Linked DNA regions of Mus musculus: region 1 is linked to region 2. Evidence: chromatin contacts called from public promoter capture Hi-C data. All regions are on one chromosome and are shown on one strand. Each heading gives the region's core, a stretch centred on a gene start, on an enhancer-like site or on the middle of the called end of the contact. The rest is flanking DNA. Distances are from core to core; before and after follow the strand shown.

Region 1 (6,839 bases), core at 2,558-5,057, 660 kb before region 2:
AACGAAAATCAGCAGTCTTGTTTTGTATGTCTAGTTCAATGTTTGTAAATAACAAATTTTGAACTTATTGTCAACATTTCAAAGATTGAGTTGTTTTATACAGAGACAAACATTCTGGAGTTCTCTTAATAAGCTGAAAGTCTGTAGGACTAGATTGAAACTGTCTAAGGTAACGGCGGTTAGAAATTAAGTAGAAGGCTGGAGAGATGGTTCAGCAGTTAAGAGAGCTTCTTGCTCTTTCAGAGGAAGAGTCCCAGCACCAATAAAGCTGCTCAAAATTATCTATTCCTCCAGGGGAGCCAGTCCCCTCTTCTGACCTCCAGTGGCACCAGGCACACATGTGGTATACAGACATGCATACAGGAAAAATACCCTTACACGCACACGCATACGCACACTGGACCCTACTGTTTTAAAGTTTATAAAATTTTGCATTAGTCACTGTTCTTTTTACTTAATGGAGTTCAGACTTAGTTTTCCAATAATTATCATGAGAATATTGTTCTGGTGAGAGTAATTTACGGCCTGGTATGCTTTTCTTACTGCCTACTGCACTGTACCTTTAGAAGAGTGTCATTGTCTGGAAGGACTGATATTTGCAGAAACAATTGTCTCATGCCACAACACAGAAGATTAGCAGTGACAGCTTTCTAAAATATATGCTTCCTACCGAGGTGGCCTCCTCAACTCACTTCCTTTAATGATGTCTGGCGAGGATCTGATAAGCTTTATTGTACTTCTCTCAGGTCAAAGGGCACTGTCTTCCCCTTCACTCTAGCAGCCAGCAACAAAACCTGGCATGTGTTATCACCACCACACAGGAAGCTGTGGCTGACTGTGTTCAGCTGAGCACAAATACAGGAAAAGTGTCCACAGGTTAAGGGCTGGCAGAGCTGTGCTAGGAGAATATTCTGCTAATAATATTGCCCATGGAATTGAAGATAGGCAATCAGAGTTTAGCATCAAGTACCTAGAAGTTCATAGTGAGGTAATGTATGAATTCTCTATAATGATGTTCTGAGACAATAAAGAACAAATAATAGGGAAATTAAAAACAGCAACAATAGGACGTGCTAAGGTTCCTCCAAAAATACAGTAAAAATGTTCTTAATAATTAAAATTGCTCCCTTATGTTTTATATAATAAAGAACAGATATTTCAATAATAGAAAGGGGATTTCCATGTTGTGGTTATGCTTGTGTAATGAATTAAAAAATGGTGCTTGCTTTCCTCAGAGTAGTTCGTGCTGCCTTAAGGATATTCATCTTGTTCAACTTTGTTATTTGAGTCATAGTAGGTATATTCCAGAGTTACCTGTCAATATAGTTTTATGATTTGCTGAAGTATGAATGATGCTTTTCTAATCCTTTCTATTGGAAAGATTAAAAATGACTTGGCTGTCGTTTTCAAAATTGATGCTCACCTCCCTTATGGAGTTTTAACCGGAGCTCACCAATGGTGTTAGCCTGGCTGACTGGAAGTCCTAGGGATCCTCCAGTTGCTGTGTCCCCAGAGCTGAGCTTATAAATAAATACTACTATGCTCTGCATTTGTATGTGAGTTCCAGGACTTGAACTTGGGTCCTCATACTTGCAAGTCAAGCACTTTACCAAAGGCACTAATCTCCTTAGTCCTTAAAGACCACCTTCCTTTGGGGTATGTTACATCCTTACCTGGGCAAAATATAATCTCCACATGTCTAATTGTGTGTGTGTGTATGTGTGCATGTGTTGTTTTGTCAACTTGACATAAGTCAAAGACATCTGGAAAGAGAGAACGTCAATTGAGAAAATACCTCCATCTGATTGATCTGTACCAACCAGAAGTCTATGGGGCATTTTTTTTTTTTTGATTAATGATTGATATGGAGAGTCCAGGTCATTGTGGGTGGAGCCACTCTAGGCATGTAATCCTTGTTTGTATAGAAAGAATGGCTGAGCAATCCATGCAAGCAAACCAATTAGCATCATTTCTCCATGGCTTCTGCTTCGGTCCCTGCCTTCAGTTTCCTGCCTTGAGTTCTTCCCCTGACTTCCTTTGATGACTATAAGTTGAAGGCGGAGGAAAGAAACCTTTTACCCCACTAAGTTGATTTTGTTTCTTGGTTTATTATAGCAGTAGAAACCCAAGATGTGTAGTTTCTCTAAAGAAAAGTATCAGCTCATGAGTCCTAAGACCAAGCACAAAGGAGATTTATTTACCCCAGAAGGACAGAGGGTAGGGAATAAGAGACAAAGTCAGGAGATAGAGGTCAAGGGAGAAGAGGAAGGAACAAGGGAATGAGGGAAGGGATATTTGTTCCAAAGGACAAAGGGCTTCTTCTGGATAGAGAGGAGATGGGTGTGGCACATTAGAAAATGGAGGTTTATAAAGGTACAAGGGGAAACACCATGTGAGGATGAGGTGTTTAATTTTAATTTGGAATGTTACTTAGGTGAGCCAAAGGGGGCTTTTGATTGCTGAACTTTAATACTTTGAGAACTCAACCTTAGTAGTCAGCGTCAGGAAGAGGAAGTAGCTAAAGAAGGGAGTAAATAGGTCTTGGTGGCTAGCTTAATGAATGTAATCTAATGGTTTTTAAGAAGGCAGAAGGAATGATAGAGAAGGGTAAGGCCTGCCATAGCCACACTCACCACACTAGAGCTGGCCAGAGTCCCTTCAGTATCTCTCTAGGGACCAAATAGAGCTGTCATAGTCACACACTGATTATGTACTCATGAGCCATACACCAAATACCCGAGTGCTCATTTTATCTTCATCAGTGGGAGGTTGGCCTCCTTTCAGGAGCATTACTATGGGCTCTTGGATACCAAGAAAGGAAGTGTGCTCATTACTTTCTTCTTTCTCCTCTTTCCATTTCAACCTTCAGTCCGGGTTGTGGTCTTGGGTACAGTCTTGTTCATGCTAATCAAGTGTTCCACCCCTGAGCTGCACCCTGGGCCTCGCTCTTCCTGTTGTTTTTTACCATCTACTCCCATATCTTTATTTGTTTAAAGGTGACAACTTCAAAACCAGCTTTAGAAAAATACTAAATATTTGAAGCTATTCATATGTATATATATATGTGTGTATATATATACACACATATATATATGCATATATACATATGCATGCCACAGGGGATAATATGAAACAAAGAGGTATCTTTATCCCCATAGATATAATGACATCCTCATTAATTTTATTATGACAACATTTATGTTGACCTCAGGATTTTATCATTCTCCAATGCAGGTGAAATGAATATTTTCTTATTTAAGGCCATATTTATAAGAGTTTCCCATTGACTAAGTATAGTTTAATGCTTTTCCTCAGCTAATTATTTTTTTTGAAAAGATGCAATATAAGAGAGAAGACTATTAGCTGAGCTTGATTGAAAACAAACCATTTCTACGTGGGAAGAGAATAGTGAACAATCAAAAGGCTTACTAACATGTTACTTAGTTCATTTTACTTTATGTTGGTCTGATGCTGCACAAGCAACAAAGGGTCTTTGCTGCATCCAGATGTTACAAAACTGCTGAACTTGAGTCTGAGCGGCCCAGGAGAGTCATTTGCCTGCTAGCGCTGCCCTCCCTATGGCCTTGTAGAGATCAAGGGAAGCACTTTGGCCTGTCTAGAACCAGACTGAGAGTGTCTAGTGCTAAGCTGTAGAGCACTTTGGCAAAAACTTGGGGAATTATGCAATCACTCTGTTTCTTTTTCCCAGCTTTTCCCTCTCAAGATCACATGCTTAAAATTGGGCCATGCAGCTGTGTGTGGGTGGGGTGCTTATACTGGAGCTCTGAGTTTGTGGGTGCAGGTCAAGGGTACATCATTTCCTCTTCCCACTCCAACCCTGAGAAGCTTGAGTTCTGCTGGTAACCTGCTGTTCTTACCCTGATGTTGAGGAAGGCTTTGCTTTTCTCTGGGCTCCTGTATTTGTTTGTAGCTAGCAGCTGTCAGATCATGTGAAAAATCTTCCAGTAGCTTGCAGGAGTCTCATAACAGATAAAAATGGATGCACCTATCTTTTATTTCAGAAAAGGATCTCAAACTTAGCTGCCGGTGTAAGATTTCACAGATGTTTCATTCATCACAGTACTGGGTATCAAGAAAACACATGGTCCTCCTATACAATTCACTAAGGACACATCTGATTTCCTCAGTCCACTTAGCCTAGCTTTTCTGTGAACTATGGAGCAGATGTTTCAGCATCCTAAGGACTTGGTGCCCTTGCAAGCTCAGTGAACACTTTGTTAGACAGTGTTTGTTATGGTCCACAGGAACATTAGTCCATGTTCTTGTGGATCCAAAGACATTACGTTTTATGATTGCTCAGTCTACTTGGAGTCACCTCTTCCCCACTCCTCTTTCTCTCCTCCTCCTCCTCCTCCTCCTCCACAGTCTCCCTCAAGGAAGAGATTTCACATGAGATTAAAAACTTTTACACACAGTCATGAGGCACTGCATTTCTAAAGACTTACACCAGAAGGAGCCAAACAATGGCAACAAGAATCCTGAAACAACAGATACTGTGAGTCCATTCATGAAGTTACTAAAGATAAAGGTTTTCATAGAAAACTGTTGTGATAGCGTTAAGACAAACATTAGATATCTTAGGCACTATTACATTAACACAGTTGCTACTGACAAGTTGAAAAATTAATGACTATTACTGTGTTTTTAGATTGGTGTGCAAAATTTCATTCCATTAATGATGTCTCTTGATTTGAAACTAGAGGCTCCACTTCTGATAAATCTATTCAAATTAAACCAAAGGAAAGGATATGAAGTGGAAGATTCAACCAAATAGATTTTCTTAGATTTTAAGAATATCTATAGGAATGTGTGTAATTCAATGTACTAAGCACATTCATTCTTTTTCACATCCATTAAGTCTTTAGTAAGCAATGTTTACATAACAATGTGTCACCCTTTTTGAATTCCAGGCATAGAAGTGCTCCAAACAAAACAAAACAAAACAAAACAAAACAAAACAAAACAAAACAAAACAAAACAAAACAAAAAACAAAACAAGATTGAGGTTGAGAGCTAGGGAGGTTGCTCAGTTGGTAAACGCTTCCTTCACAAGCATGAATCCTAAGTTTGGCTCTCCATCTAGCACCCACACAATGTCAGATATGAGAGTATGTGTCTGCAATCCTGCTCTTAGGGTTTGGAATGGAGGGAGCCACAAGGGTCAATGTAGCCCTCTGGTTAGTCAGCTTAGCTCTATCCATGAACAACAGGTCCAGTGAGAGACCTTATCTCAAAAAGTAAATCGGATAACAATCAAGGAATACACTTTATGTTGGCTTCCGGTCACCACGTGCACATGCACACACATGCATTTAGACCCCCCACAGAAGTGCACACACCCGCATAAGCACATATGTATAATGCAAACAAACACAATACTTTTGGAAAAAAATCACTCGTATCCTCCTCCCAGATCTCTGAATGCATAAATGTTCTGTAAAAGTAAGACTGATATTGGCGAGCAAAGTGAATGTAATCAAGGATCTGTGAGCAAAGCTGTGCTGTTAAAGTAGACTTTTCTTCGATCAAGTTCTTCCTATTTTAATAGCAGCCATCAAGCAGGTTAGGCAGTTATTATGGAAAAGGAAGAGAAGTCAAAAGAAGTAGCATTTGTTGAACAGTTATGAGGGGCCAGGCTCTTTCAGACACTTTATCCTATTTTCTCCATAGCATAATCCACAGAGAGAAAAAAATTGCACGAGAATATTTAAGTACCCAAGTTAGGGTTTATTAAATCAGAATAAATCTTTCATTTTCTAATGCCAATTCTCATGAAAATTTTCTTACCAAACTGAGTTTTCTTTCACAGTCTGTCCTTCTACTCATGTCAGTGTGAGAGAAATAGTAATCATGAAGAATAGCAGCTGTTAAAATGTCATGTGAGTCAAAATTTGTGGAGGGACTTTCTCTACCGATGTCTTAGGAGAAAGCTGCTGAGGATGCACGTCACTGACCAAGTGTTGGACTTGCTGGCTACAAAGAGCTGCTGGCAGAACAACTAATTTCACAATGCCGTGATGAGATAATCCAGTGCTGTGCACTAATTGGCATCAGCTTAGCTCCTAGGGGGATGGCGAAGCTGAATAGTTAGTATGCATCTTATGACAACAAAATAACTGATCTAGTGACTGAGAACAAGACTACCCCAGCACAGATGGTTTAGTACACATTGGTGACTAGACTGATCCCAGATGAATGTTCTTAGAAACTCTTAAATAAGAGGTACACATGGGAGCTACCCAGTTTTAGGTTGATGTGGAGATTTTAAGATCTTAATAGAGCGACGCTTTAGTAAATAACTAATAAAGAATGAAGTTAATTTACACAAAATTTAAAGTCCCCTCTAGTGCAGATTAAAATGCTAAGAAAATCATTACCAAGCATAAAGAGATTTCACTCTTCTTCTTTTTTAATTATAATTAATTGTACAAATTAATGGAAGTCACTGTGACTTTGGTGTGTGTGTGTGTGTGTCTGTGTGTATGTGTGTGCATCTAGAGATCAGATGGTTTTCATCACTTCACTTTGCCCTCCTCTGAGGTCCTGTCCTTTTCCCTAGATTTTTGTCCTCTCTTTTCTCACCTTTCTGTATTTCTCTGTGTCTCTCTGTTAGCCTATTTCTCTTCTTTCTTCTCTTCTCCACACATGAAAGAAACATGAGTAATTTCTTTGTTGGATAACTTTGCTACTTGTTACAGACTCCAGCTGCACACAATTTTTCTTCAAGTGAGGTAATTCTGCTTTTACAGCTAATAAAGAGACTATGGTGCAACATACATTTATTTTGTATCATTCATCTCTTGGTGTGTGTCCCTATT
Region 2 (6,487 bases), core at 1,559-4,058:
CCTCCTATAACACTACAAAGGAGCCTCAGCAGGGCATGAGTCCCAACCCCCAGCCAGTCCACAGCAGCAAAACTTACTGGATCTGCGGTTCTTCATCATCACAATGGCACTGAGGAACATCAGGATCTCCACTTCTCTCTGGAAGATATACAACAACAAAGCAGTGAGCCGGGCTGACGGGACAGGGGGCAAACTATGAAATGTAAAACGAGACCCAGCTTGAGTCAGTAAGACAGAGACACAAGTGGAGCAGGTTGGGGGGTAGTGGTACCAACAAGTCAAAGGGGTTACCCTTGGCAAATGGCTGGTATCGTTCAACAAATCCATGGCCTTTGGGTTTTCTCTTTTTTTTCCTCCATCCCTCCTTCTGTCCTTGAGACTTGGTCTCACTATCTTGCCCAGGCAACTTCTCCTGCTTTAGTCTGTACAGTAGGATTATTGGGGTGGATAACCACGCCCCACTGGTTTTCTTTCTTTGACAGTTTGTGTGTGTGTGTGTGTGTGTGTGTACACCCTCATGCATGTGCTACAGCATACATGGGGAAGATAGAGGACAACATGCAGAAGTCAGTTCTTCTTTCAAACTCTCAGTGCTCCTCCCACCTCAGCCTCTCAAGTGCAGGCCTTCTTTTTTGTCATTTGATTATGAGAAAGGATCTTGATATATAGCTGAGGCTATGATGTTTTGTTTTTCATAGGTCAAGCTGGCACTCAAGTCTTAAGTATGTGAGTTAAGGGAGAAAGAGTTCAGAAAGACTGAAAAACATAAGCACTTCATTTTCTTTACCATAGTCATCTATACCATATTGGTGGGATTTGAAGCTATTATCGTAAGAGGGCCTAATGAAATCATAGAGCAATTCTTAAGAGGTACCTGGCTGAATTGCAATTTATAAAGAAAGACTCTAGAGTACAGGGATTGAGATAAGTAGAGTATCTGTTGTGCTCTTTCATTTTGAGTTAGTGTCTAACTATGTAGTCCTGATGGATCTAGAAATCCTATATAGACCAGGCTTACATCAATCTTAAAGAAGTCCACCTGCCTCTGTCTCCAGAGAGCTGGGATCAAAAGGGTACAACACAAAGCCTGGCAACAGTACTGTATCTTTAATGTAAACAAAGTTAATCTTATTTGAGAGTCCCAGAACATGTGAGGCCTGCCCAAGGTTATATCAATACCTTTAGGCCTTAAGTCCTGGTCATTGCTATTTTAGCATAAATACCTGTATAGGTATTTATTAGCTCTATGTCCACAACCTTTACGGCAAATGTTAATTGTTCTTACATACTGCTTCTTAGATGGTTGAGGGGCCTCCCTCCCCACACCTCATATTTTTGTAATCTTCCCTGTTTTTCTATCCCACCGCAGGAAGATAGTGTGCATAGTTACTATGCCCAGAGTATTCGATTTTCCATCCAAGTCATTTATTTTGTTGAGTCAGCGACCTTCGTCTGCCAGTCTATCAGAGAATTGAATAAGGTTAGACAGCACTTTCTGAACGCTGCGTTTCCTTGGGAAATCGCCTAACTACACTGTGATCACTTCGTTAAAAATTAAACAAAAAAAATTTAATGGTATTTCTACTATTGGCCTTTTCTTCACTGGCGCCCCAGGTAGCTTGGAATCACTGTAGAATACTGTTCATCTGTGATGGAAACCCTGTAATCTGTTTCTCCATCTTAAACACGGAGGTTATGACTAGATAACGGCCTAGGCTCTGCACTCAGTCTGTAAGGCGGCTACATCCCGAAACCTGCTCCCAGATTTTCACATGCACCTGCAGGGCAGGGATGGTCAAGGTCGAGAGCTGGTAAGGCAGGGGGCGCTCACCCAGTCAAAGTCACACGGGTTGCCATCTTCGCGTTGCGTGGGGAGACCATTGCAAATCGGTGGCAGTTTCCTCACGAGGAGGAAAGCAATGGAAAGCAGAGCAGACAGAAGGCAATAAGGTCGGGCCAGCCATCGAGAAAGCCGCGGCACCGAGTACACCAAAGCAATCAGAGGCGCAAGGACAGCCATCTTTCCTGCCTACTCTCTCGCAGGCTCACTCCCGCTCCCCAAATCTTCGTCCTCCGCCCCCACCAGCAAGGCTTCTATTGGACCAAATATCAGATGCAACGCCTCCAGACCCGGATGTAGATCTCTTATTGGATGCTATAATAGATCAGAAAATGAATTAAATAGTCTATTGGTCCTCATCGTTGTCGCTTTTCTAACTGAGTCATTTTATTGGCTATTAGTCTGCGAACCACCTTCCTAACCAGTCTCTCAGGCGACGGAAGTAAGTTGCCGGAAGATGGTAGGCGGGGCTTAATGTATCCAATGATGGGACACTCTTAGACGAAGAGGGTGGTACCCTGTGAAAGTACTGTCCAATCAAAGTAATTAACGCCCGATCCCGGGTAACCAGGAGCGCAGAGTGCTATGGAGAACTTCACGGCACTGTTTGGAGCTCAGACTGACCCCCCACCGCCACCAAGCGCCCTAGGCTTTGGGCCTGGAAAGCCACCCCCGCCACCCCCTCCTCCTCCGGGAGGTGGTCCAGGCGCAGCCCCGCCCTCGACGGCAACCTCGGCCCCCGCAGGAGCGGATAAGTCGACGGCTGGAAGTGGCCCCTTCTACCTGATGCGGGAATTGCCAGGTGAGTAGTAGGCCAAGAGTAGCCACTCAGATTGTAGTTCAGGTGAGGGTGTGGCTAGCCTGTCCCGCTAGGTGTGAGATAACAGGGCTACGCGGGGCCAGTGGGCAACAGTGTCAGAAGCCCTTTGGCGATTCACAACCCTAAGGGATAACTTGATTTTCTGGGGTGGGTTTGGGTTGGGTGTGAATATCTGGGACAACCTTCAGCGAGAAGTTCTGTGATCCGGGTTCTCTGACTGCCGTTTGTGACTCTATAAAAACGTGAGCCGTTGTTTAGAACTCGGGAGACCCGATTTAACATTTCTGGAGACACTTAAGATTTTAGTTTAAAGTCTGTCACAAACTTGTTGGTTTGTAGCAAGTTGCCTTCCTTGTCAGGGACTCGGAGATTAACCTGTTCAAAGAAAGGATTAGAATTGAATCAATTCTTACTTTCATAAAATTATTCGGGGAAATTGTGGTGGTGGGGGGCGTGGCTCAGTGGTAGAACTCTTGCCTGCCTTGCAAAAGGCGTCGCGTTCACAGAATCATTTCTGAGTAGGTAGCATTCAAGAATAAACAAAGCCATCCCTGTTTGGATAGAGAGGAGATACTAGGTACAAGAAACTAAATCAGGAGACCTTGGGGGGCGGGGCTTAGAATATCTGAGGGGCAGAAGACACATTGGACTCAGGAAAGCGGAAAAAATCCAGTAGTGATGGGAAATAGGTAGAGGCTTTTATAAGGCAAGGTAGGTTGTTTAAAGTTCAAATTGAAGTCATTTCAATATAGGTGCAAAATGATCTAATTTAGTGATTTTTAGATATCCAGCAGAAACATGAAAAATGAAAATAGGATAATCAGAAGTTGCCAGTCAGTGTTCAGAAAAGGAATGGTTTGGACCAGGGCTTAGTGGTCGGGAAGCAAATGAATACAGGATACATGTTAAAGGTAAAGCCTACAGAAATAAAGAACTAAATATACACAGAGAGAGGAATTGTGAGTGTCCTGTACAAAGGGTACAGTAGTCTGAGACTAGGAAGGCATGGAAAGAAAAAATTTGAAGAGCTAAAACTTAAGAGGCGTTCTGGACATGTTAAGTCTTGGGGAACTTGTAGTACTCCATACCAGCACTCAGGAGGTGAAGGCAGAAGGAGCTATAGTTCAAGCCCAGCCTAGGAGACATGAGATCCTGCTTCAAAAAAGAAATAAAAACCTCAGTTATCCCAGTATTTATTAGCAAAATAGTTTGAAGTTCACATCAGTGCAGTGTGTAACAATATGTAATACTTACTATAGTCCTTTTAGATAGATAGGTATTGTCTGTATTTTTTAATTGAGAACTGAAGCATAAAGAAATGACTGTTAAGGCAGTTTTCTTTTTCCTTATTTTAGTTGTTTTTTGTTTTTTTTAAAGATATGTATATGACTACACCATTGCTCTCTATGGACACACCAGAAGGAGGCATCAGATCCCATTACAGATGCTTGTGAGCCACCAGGTGGTTTCTGGGAATTGAACTCAGGACCTCTGGAAGAGCAGTTGATGCACTTAACCACTAAGCCAGCTCTCCAGCCCATCTTACTGGGTTTTTGAGACATGGTCTCACTCAGTAAGCCTGGCTTGTCTCAAATTCATTGTAGACTAGGCTGGCCTTGAACTCACAGAGATCCACTTGCCTCTACCTTCAAGTATGTACCATCATGCCCAGCTTCTTCCAGCAGTTTATCTTTTGCATTACCTGTTCTAATTATACCATTAATAGATCAGTTGATAAGTACTGAATATCCAAGGTATGGTGGGATTATGAGAAGTAAAGATTATATACATATATATATGATTTATTTATTTATTATATGTAAGTACACTGTAACTATCTTCAGACACTCCAGAGAGGGCATCAGATTTCGTTATGGATGGTTGTGAGCCACCATGTGGTTGCTAGGATTTGAACTCGGGACCTTCGGAAGAGCAGTCGGCACTCTTAACCACTGAGCTATCTCACCAGCCCCGAGAAGTGAAGATTATTAAGCCTAGTTTTTAGGTAGCCTATTTTTTGAGATCCAAAATACATGGTTTAAGGATTGTGCTTATATTTTGTGGGTGTCAGTCTTATTTATTTATAGTTCAACACAGGAAGCAATGTTAAAAACTACCTGATAGTTTTCAAAATGTGTTAGCCAAAATGACAGCAAGAATAAGATGTCATTTGAACTAAACACTGAAGAATTTATATAGGTAAACAAAATTAGAAAGTTGTTTTCTCAAAGGAAATAGTGTTACAGTTTTTTGTTTGTTTGTTGTTTTTTGTTTTTCGAGACAGGGTTTCTCTGTGTAACCCTGGCTGTCCTGGAACTCACTCTGTAGACCAGGCTGGCCTCAAACTCAGAAATTGGCCTGCCTCTGCCTCCCAAGTGCTGGAATTAAAAGTGCCACCACTGCCTAGCTGTGTTACAGTTTTGTTGCTGTTTTCTACCCAGAAGATAATTAGATCTGCTGCAGACCCTCTGGTCCCGCAAGATCCATCTGGATACATTAGAAATTTTGCATGGAAGATTAGTGGTTGATTAGACTCCAAAGTTAAGTTGCAATATGATTAGGAAAGCTAGGGATGTAGCTTAGTTGGTAAAGTAAATGCTTAGCATGCATAAAGACCTCTCTCTATTCAATCTCCATACTTGACAAACCAGGCTTGGTGGTATACTTATATAATCCCAGCCCTTTGGAGGTATAGGCAGGAAGATCAGGAGTCCAAGATCATCGTTGGCTACATGAGACCTTGCCTTAAAAAGGGCTATGGGAACTGGAGAGATGGCTCGAAGGTTATGACGTTAAGGACATTTGATGTTGTCCAAAGGACCAAGTTTTGGTTCCTGTAACTCACATGGGAACCTCACAATTATCTGTATGCAACTGCAGCTCCAGGGATCCCAATACCCACCCTCTGCCGGCCTCCACAGGTACTCAAGTAATATGTGGCATACATCCATACAACACAACACACACACACACAAATAAGATAAAAATAAACCTTTTAGGATGAATCAAGAGGAGGCAGGTTGATCTCTGAATTCAAGGCCAACTTTGGTCTACATGGTGAGTTCCAAGTCATCCAATACTTTAGAGAGAGACTCTGTATAAAAAAAATTTTTAAATAAATAATTTTTAAAAAATTATTAGACTCAAGTACGATGGGAACGTAAGTAGAGATCTATTTGCCCCCCTCCCTCATCATGCCAATCACACTAAGGCCTTCGACAAGCTACATAAGAACCTAAGCACTGCGCCATTGTTTTTTATTTTAAACAAGAAGTATTGCTTTCTAAAACTACACAATGTGAGTTCTAAGAATTGGAATAGAGAGGCCATAATGATGTGAACAATACTTAGAACTTCAAGAAAAGGGAAAAATAAAATGAATCTGCATAGAATTGACATGGAAAGAATTGAGAATTCAAATTTGTTTTTAGAGTCATGGCTTCTTAAAGAGCTTTATAAATCATTTTCAGAGAACCAACAGTTCAAATAGAAGTTAAATCCCTATTTATTTTTTAGTGTTTATGTGTATGAATGTTTTCCTGCATGCATGTGTGTGTGTGTGTGTGTGTGTGTGTGTGTGTGTGTGTACACCTGGTAACTAGGGAGGTCAGAGACATGAGATTCCCTCTAACTGGATTTATATACACATGCCTGCGAGCAGCCCTCTGGGTTTTGGAAATGCAACCTGGGTCATCTCCTCATATTTACTTAATTCCTTGTTCTTTCTGTTTTGAGGCAGTTTCGTGTCACCCAGGATGGCCTTAGGCTCCCACAGCTGAGGATGGGCGTGAGCTCCTTATTTCCTGCCTCTGCCTCTGCCTCTGCCT

Evidence for each region. Promoter capture Hi-C pulls out the DNA fragments that hold promoters and counts their contacts.
Region 1: a contact with region 2 is called in a promoter capture Hi-C map of liver, with 2.6 times the contacts expected there. The contact joins the enhancer-like site here to the promoter of Tmx2 in region 2. A contact is called at or near these places in 3 of 39 promoter capture datasets (the 3T3-L1 cell line and liver), 3 of 115 datasets of contacts at active chromatin or transcription factors (bone marrow-derived macrophages and pro-B cells) and 2 of 9 other capture datasets (adipose tissue and macrophages).

The regions. Positions count from the first base shown.
Region 1 is chr2:84,019,399-84,026,237 of GRCm38.p6, forward strand. No RefSeq gene overlaps it. Among named protein-coding and RNA genes, the nearest start is that of Zswim2, 82 kb to the left of the region's middle. Within about 2 kb of position 3,808, at least 42 of the 459 cell types and tissues checked have an H3K27ac peak or open chromatin away from gene starts, as enhancers often do. A contact at or near this core is called in adipose tissue and macrophages, where this site is marked.
Region 2 is chr2:84,676,020-84,682,506 of GRCm38.p6, forward strand. Tmx2 (thioredoxin-related transmembrane protein 2) reads right to left here and starts at 2,809. Exons shown (of 9, transcript NM_025868.4): 1 at 2,624-2,809; 2 at 1,832-2,155; 3 at 78-138. The coding sequence starts at 2,020. Med19 (mediator complex subunit 19) reads left to right here and starts at 2,383. Exons shown (of 5, transcript NM_025885.3): 1 at 2,383-2,642. The coding sequence starts at 2,426.